Regions from separate parts of the Mus musculus genome. Here region 2 is linked to region 1. A link is a contact called in public Hi-C data. All regions are on one chromosome and are shown on one strand. Each heading gives the region's core, a stretch centred on a gene start, on an enhancer-like site or on the middle of the called end of the contact. The rest is flanking DNA. Distances are from core to core; before and after follow the strand shown.

The links. A called contact is a pair of places that touch in the nucleus more often than the background predicts.
Region 2: a contact with region 1 is called in a Hi-C map of the N1E-115 cell line, with 3 times the contacts expected there. The contact joins the enhancer-like site here to the promoter of Dcp1b in region 1. A contact is called at or near these places in 1 of 39 promoter capture datasets (second pharyngeal arch cranial neural crest), 1 of 15 datasets of contacts at CTCF or cohesin (stem cell-derived epiblast-like cells), 11 of 484 Hi-C or Micro-C datasets (the N1E-115 cell line, brain, cerebellar granule neurons and 6 more) and 19 of 115 datasets of contacts at active chromatin or transcription factors (the SCID.adh cell line, astrocytes, craniofacial prominence and 12 more).

What each region holds. Positions count from the first base shown.
Region 1 is chr6:119,173,462-119,177,291 of GRCm38.p6, forward strand. Dcp1b (decapping mRNA 1B) reads left to right here and starts at 1,792. Exons shown (of 9, transcript NM_001033379.3): 1 at 1,792-1,981. The coding sequence starts at 1,832. It also overlaps a transcript of Cacna1c not described here.
Region 2 is chr6:118,620,355-118,624,184 of GRCm38.p6, forward strand. The region is part of intron 34 of Cacna1c (calcium channel, voltage-dependent, L type, alpha 1C subunit); the gene reads right to left. Among named protein-coding and RNA genes, the nearest start is that of Gm38887, 26 kb to the left of the region's middle. Within about 2 kb of position 1,722, at least 32 of the 459 cell types and tissues checked have an H3K27ac peak or open chromatin away from gene starts, as enhancers often do. A contact at or near this core is called in the N1E-115 cell line and embryonic fibroblasts, where this site is marked.

The DNA.
Region 1 (3,830 bases), core at 542-3,041:
GGTTTTAATGTCAACTTGTCACAAATTACAATCACATGAGCAGGGAACCTCACCTGAGAAATTGTCCTGATGGCCTTGATTCATTGGTTAATGTGCAAAGATCTACTCCAAGTGTGGACAGTGCCTTCTAAGTGCAGCCCGGATAAAAAGATTGTGTGACAGAAGGAAGATTTTTTTTTACCTCTTGCTTGCTGGCCTTCCCTATTGCCACAGGCTTGGTTTGATGCTGATACTGTTATGAGAACCAGTGTTTCCAGGCTTCCACTGTTGAGTAAGGACCAGCAGCTGCCCAGATACCCAGGTATTCAGTGCCATGTTAGAACTCGTGAGGCACTCAGCTTTATGCACTGAGCAACTACCAGATTCTCATCATCCCAAGTGTAAACTGACTTAATAAGTCACATAAATGAACAAGTCCTAGCCTCACAAAGACAATGTAATGGTACAAGGGATGCCACTTTAATGATCTGTTCATGTAACTATAAATATCCTTTGATGATATATCAAAATTTGACAAAGTGCAGTTTCTTGAAGTCCTATCACCCTTTCATACTTTGTGGGACACTGAAATCCACTGATCCACATTCGCCTTGAATGGATCTCCTACCTGTATGTGAGTTTGTGACACCATTTTATTATCTGAAAATCATTGAATGACCGGGCTAAGGGAGCTATATCTTTCAAATGTTGACAGTTCCCATTAGAGTATAATCTTTTAGAAGTGTACTCATTGATAGCACCACAGGTCTCATCTGAAGAGACTTAAGTATTGAGACAGTCAAGCTCATGGCCCATTTTTTTAAAAATTAACCTAAAAAATTATCATTAGCAACAATACCTACCCCTTGATTTCTTGAAAGAAACAGGAAAATCTTAGTTTTGAAAAAGCCTGTCCAGAATCTATCTGAATAGCCATAAGTTTGTTCATCTTTCTTTCATGTTAAACTGATGCTCTGTGGAAGTAAAATTAAACCCCTGGGCTGGGTGGTGGCACACCCCAGTAGTCCTAGCACTTAAGACCCCAAGGCAGGAGGAGCAAAGACTGAAACCTGCCATAGACTCTGTCTCGAGAAACAAGCCCTCCAACCCCAGCAAAACCTACAATAAAACCACAAATTCAGCCCATCTCAAGTGCAGAACATATTTGCCTAGAGGCAAATATGGCGTGCAACAGCTCTGCGTTATCCATTCTTTCTAATTTTTCCCCCACATTAATTTAAAAAATATACCCAAAGATTGTTTTTTTTTTTTTTAATTTAGTACTTTGACCAAGGGACGCCTGGCTTCAGCTGCTCAGACAAGTTTTCCAGAGAATAATGCACAGCGGCAAGAATACACCGGCTAGTGGTGCAGTTTGGGGCCTCCCTTGGTTCTTTACCGGTGCAGTCGTCCTTTTGCACACATCATGCAAGTCTCAGAATTGTCATGGACAATCATAACCTTGCAGGCCTCTGAGGCACTCAGGAAATCCCTCACGGATATTGGGGAGCCCCATTTAAGAATTCTCAGAGTTCTTTTTGGAGTGACTATGTTTGATTGGTCATCGAAGAGCCAAAGAAGAGCTCTGCAAAGGCGTGGGCCGTATTCAAGAAGGAAATGGGCACAGCTCAGAGGCTCCTGAAGAAAGAAATAGATAAAACGGGCTTCCTTGAGCAGGGCTGAGCTTCCTGTTGCCAAGGCGACGATCCTCCGCGAGAGGACCCGGCCATCGATTAGCGAAGCCTAGCCCGGGTCCCCAAATGCCGGAAGGTCGCCCCGCCGCGCTCGCTCGCTCGCTCGGCGGTCGATTGAGGGGGCTTCCTGAAGGCTGGGCAGGAGGGTGGGTGGGAAGATGGCGGCCGCGGCGGCAGGTGGCCTGCCTGGGAAGGGACACGATATCAGCCTGGCAGCCCTGCGGCGCCACGACCCCTACATCAGTCGCATCGTGGACGTGGCCAGCCAGGTGGCTCTGTACACTTTCGGCCATCGGGCCAACGAGTGGGTGCGTGCGGACGCCGCGGCCGTGCGGAAGGCGGGGCGCGGACAGGGCGGGAGATGCTGGGCACGGCTAGGCGGGCGGGGGCCGGTCCTGGTGGAGGGCGACCCGCGGGTCCACCAGCAGGTGGGGGACGAGGGACACAGAAGGTGTGGCCGGCTCCGCTGAGTGCGGGCCACGGGCTTTGAGATCAGAAGACAGAAGCTCTCCGGCAGCGGAGGGCAGCCCGGAAGCCCCAAACTTAGATAAGTCCAGCCTCGCGGAGGAGGAGCAGCCGGAGTGCGAAATGCAGGGCAGGCACCCACCTAAGAGCAAGCGTGGGAGAATAAAGAGGAAATGGACATGGGTGGGACACCCCAGACTTGGATGTAGGAGGCCAGGGTTGGTAACCTAACCATTTCAGTCCATTTCCAACAAGACCGAGTCCCAGCCTACAGTAACTGGATGAAGTTTAGTTTTCCACACAACTAGACTGGAATTGCAACGGGAGACCAATTAGTTCTGGCCTAGGCATTGGTTCTTATCATTTATAAACCATCCCTTTGAATATATAAAAGTGTCATTTCCTCCTCTTTTGTGACTTTTGTCCAAATATTCATCAGTATATAACCAATGCTTTTAATAAGGTTCATTGGGTGTATGGAAAACACCTTGCAAATTTTCAATTTTTTTCCCCCGGTGTGTTCGCCAAGACTGAAACAAACATCAAGATTTATGCAAAGAAAACTTTCATTTTTGAGCAGATTTATGATTAAGTAGGCTGTAATAAGAACGACCCAAAAACCATGCACACAAAAGAATGAAGAAAGTTCTTGGACGTGGAGCTTGGGGCAGGCACCTGCTTCATCCCCAACACCCCTGAAACAGGGCCGGGAATCTTTTCCGATAGTTTTGTCCGAGTTCTTAACTGAAGTGAGGCAAAGAATTCATGTCTGTTCTCCTAAGAGCCAAACCTGAAGGGGAAATCTGCAGAGATCCATTGTTCTGAATATCCCTAGTTTGATTAATTGAGGCTGTCTTTCTTGGACACCAGAGGAAATTACACTATGGGCCTATATAAGTAAAGGGAGTTTCCCCACTGAAATGTTTCTCTATTTATGTGAAGATACTGTACATAAACGTGCTTCACTTCTCTAGGTCAATGTTTCTCAGCCTTCCAAATGCTGGGACTCTTTAATACAGTTCCTCCTGTTGTGGTGACCCCTAACATAAAATTATTTTCGTTGCTACTTCTTAACTGTAATTTTGCTACTCTTCTTATTGTAATGCAATTATGTTTGGAGATAGACGTATGCCAAAGGGGTTGCAACCTATTAGTTGCATGCCCTCTGCCTGGACTGGCCTCTGCCTGCCAATCCACACCTAATATTATGGAGGTAATTCAGTTAGTATACATGGAGTAGGACCCAGTAAGAGTTAGTGGGGTAAGTTGACTCGGCAGGAGGCTCAGGCTAGAAGATCAGAAGCCGTTGAAATGTACAGTGCACCATTCCCACCCCTCGGTAGCAGTTTTCCTAACGCCTCTTCACAGTCCTGTGTGGCAGAAACCGTTTTAAATCCCTACAGAGGTGGACCAAACGCCCAGTGAAGGCCAGTGTCACATTGCATTATTTACAGGAGTTTTGTTTTCCTGCTTCCTCGACTTGTTTTCTTCAGACAGGATATAATTCACTCAGTAAAAGGTCATTTCTTTTCAAAGCCCTGATCTCCTAGGCTGTGGTTGCCTGGCAAAGGAGAGAGACTTAGTTCAACAATAGAGCAGTCTCTGGGGGCAATCAAGTCATCACTGCTGTTTCCCCGTGCTGTATCACTCAGGTCTCCGGATGAAAGCCTTTCCAGTGTAAACCTAATAAGT
Region 2 (3,830 bases), core at 472-2,971, 550 kb before region 1:
CTGCTTATCTAATACAATCTCTTGAATAAGGATGCCCAGGCTCCGATTTTCAACTCACAGCTGAATATTAATCTCTCTCTATTAATTAAGTCGAGTGGCTTAATATTCTAAGTAGACAGATTTTAACAGGTTTATTTCTGTGCATTATTTCTAGCTTCGCTGTATTAATGTTGAAGAAGGTTTAGAGCTTGTTAAATTCCTCATGACCTAAATTGTGGGTACTTTTGTGGATGTTCCTGGGTGCTAAATAAGAATATGTCTTTTTTGCCATCCATTGAGGTCAGATCTATGGATGACACCTCTTGTCATCCACCTCTAGTGCTCTTTAGATGCTCTTCACCTGTGGCAAACTATGACTGTTTTTATTTTTTTTAAAGATTTGTTTATTTCATGTATGTGAGTACACTGTTGCTGTTTTCAGAAACACTAGAAGGGGGTATCAGATCCCAGTACAGATGGTTGTGAGCCACCATGTGGTTGCTGGGAATTGAACTCAGGACCTCTGGAAGAGCAGTCAGTGCTCTTAATCACTGAGCCATCTCTCCAGTCCCCAAACTATGACTTTTTATAAACTGTATATTCAGTCAGTCTATTATGGGTTTATCTTCTCCTTGTGTTCTATTACTATCCGTATTTCCAATCCATATATTGTTAAGCTTATATTGTTTGCAATTATTAAATATAATATGTATTACAGATTATATAATATAGTAGTTAATATATAATTATATATAAATACAATAACTATAGTGAACATATTAATTGTATATCATAGGTAATATATAAAATATAACATATATATTACACATGATATGATATGTTATATATTATATATTATCTCACACATTATATTATATATTATATATTATATATTATATATTATATATTATATATTATATATTATATATTATATATTACATATTACATATTACATATTATATATTATATATTATATATTATACATTATACATTATACATTATATATTATATATTATATATTATCTCACACATTATATTATATATTATATTATTATATATCATATATTGAATATTATACATTATTGTATGTTATATATTACATGTTATATATTATTGGTTTATTAAACGTTTTATTGGTATTAAGTACCTGAAAATTAATTTTGTGTGTCGTGTGTCACAGCCCATGTGTGGTGGTCAAAGTGCAACTTTGGGAGTCGGTTCTCCCTTCTAGTCTGTGGGCCCTGGTGGATTGACCTTAGCTTGCCAGTCTTGGCAGTCTTGGCAGTCTTGGCAGTCTTGGCAGCAAGCACCTTTAGCTACTGAGTCATGTTGCTGATGGTAAAGCTTGATTTTTAATGGACATTTTTAAGAAGATTAATTTTTAGTATCTTTGTATTATCTTTCTTCTTCCCTTTTACTTCATTCTCCTCCCCCCTCCCCCTCCCCATATTTAGTGCCACTGTTACCCTTCCTTTTGATAAACTGTTGTAGTTTCCCCTGTCCAGTTTTTTGATCTGTGGTTTGCTTTCGGGCAGTGCTCAGAATCCGACCTTGGGTTTGTCAGGGAAGCACCGCCCACTGAGCTCCATACGCACTCTCCTTCCATGCCTTGACACGTACACATTCAATTTCTACGCAGCTAGTTGCTGACTTTCAATATTTAACACACACGTTTACATCCCTTTGCCCCTAGTCACACAGATGAGTCACACAGGAACTCTCAGCTGCTGGGGTGCCACGTGGCTTATGTCCTGTCTGCTAATGTACTGCACTGCATTTCCTGGTTGGCATATGAGGAATGCCACATGGCCATTCCAGGTTTCAATCCCTCCTGCAATTGCTGAATGATGTTTTTAACATACTGTCCAATTAAGTCTGCTGGCATTCTGCTGAGGATTTTTGTTATTTATGTTAATTAGGGATATAGTGTCTTTGTACAGCTAGCCTCAAAAAACACAACCAAAATAAAACCAGCTTTGAAGGGTTTCCCCTTCTTAAATGTGTTACAGTTTTTGTAACTTTGGAAACCTTGAAGATTTTTTTTTAAGTGTTAGCATTTTAAAAAGTCATAAACAGTTTTAGATATTTGTAGATAAGGCTGGAAAAAGGTCTTATCTTATAACCCAAACTAGCTTTGAATTCATGACCCTCCTGCCCTGGCCTTCTGAGTTCTAAGGGTATAGGCAGGAGCCATCACCCCTGGAGGGTTAAAATTTTTCTTGTTAGCCTGTTCTGCACTCAATAGGCTATTTCAATTAGAAGGCTAAATCTTTTTTTGAAATTTTCTTTGATCAGCTTGTTGTTTTACTCTCTTCATTTCTTTTGCTCTTGTCTGGAATGTCTATCTCACAGTAGGACTTTTCTATCTCCATTCTCTTTGTCTTAATCTTTATTTCATAATTTATATATTTCATCGTACTTCAGTTATATAGTAACCCCGCTGATCTTTCATCAGTTCATTCTTAGCTGTATCCTTTCTGCTATACATCTCATCTATTTAAAAATATTTTAGAGAGGAGATAAAAAATTTAACTGTTGTATTTTCTCTTCCTCCTTTGCTCTGTTTAGCAATGGCTGCTACCATTGTTTCTTCTAATGTGACAGAAGCGTTAACGATGCGAATTGCATTCAATTTCAAATCTTTTGGGCCTGCTCCCTTCCTTCTCCCTGTGTGTTTATTTATTTGTAACTTGAGTGTGACACAGACACCCCTCCTCTCTGATGTTCCTCAGAGTTTGGGATTATTGTCATTTGCTCTTTGAATAAAGTTTTTAGTACGGAAGCTCCCTGGTGATCACTGATCCCAGGCAAGCTGTGGTGAGGGGTCTGGTGGGTAGCTTCTCTCAGAGGGACGGCTCTGCTGGGACTTTCCTACCTCAAAGCCCTGGGGTGCGAAGGCAAATGCTGTTGACCATAGCAGAGCTTCCCCAGAAGGTAAGTCCCAGGGGATCAGTTTACCTAGTGTCCAGGTCTCTCCTGTCCCTTGAGTCTGTTGACAGTCAGGCTGGAGCTGCTCCTGGCTGCTGCCTCACCCTCTGTGGTCTCAAACTGTCTGAAAGTGCTCGTCTCAAGTCTCACCCTTTTGGATCTGAACCCCATCTACCTTCTTCCATTTAGAAGTTCCTCAACACTTCCGGTTCACCTCTCTCACCCTTCTCTTTTCCATTCTCAGCAGCATTGGAGGTTTGCTCTTTGAAAAGACACTTGCTGCCATTAGGAACTTTAGAAAAGAGGGAGAGACCAGCCCGGTGGCCAGTCTGACATCTTGTGACCATCTCCTGCATTTAAGTGTGGCATAAGCTTGCCATTGTGAAATGTCAGCTCACACTAGATAGCTTTGTGTTCTAAGGCCATGTGATCTGGGAGGCAGTGATGCCAAGTTGATATTTAGAACACTGTCATTTTGATAACTGTATTTTGATTGGGCGTGGGACCAGGTCCTGTAGGAGATGGTTGGAGGCGGCATCACCTGGCAGCCTTTTTTTTCCCATACGCTCTGGCAAAGGACCTCAAGGACCTGGCAAGCACTTCTTTTGGAGAGAAGAGACATTGTTTCACCTACCAGCCTAGGACTAGATGGAGCTTACAGTGTGACTCCATGCAAAACAGGAAGGAGACAAGAAGATGGAAGCAAATAAGTAGATCATGGTGAACCAAGAGAGAAAGATGGTTATATAAGAGACAGACTCAGGTCCATCCTACGTGCCAGGTAAGACGCTAAGCCTCAGAGCTCTTGGTGTTTATCTTTGGCTCTCTAATGGCTAGGGCAGAGGATTCTCAGATGTGTGTGGTACCTTGTGGCTGCACATGGAAAGTTGGCGTAAATGGTAATGAGACTTCCTGGCCAGGAG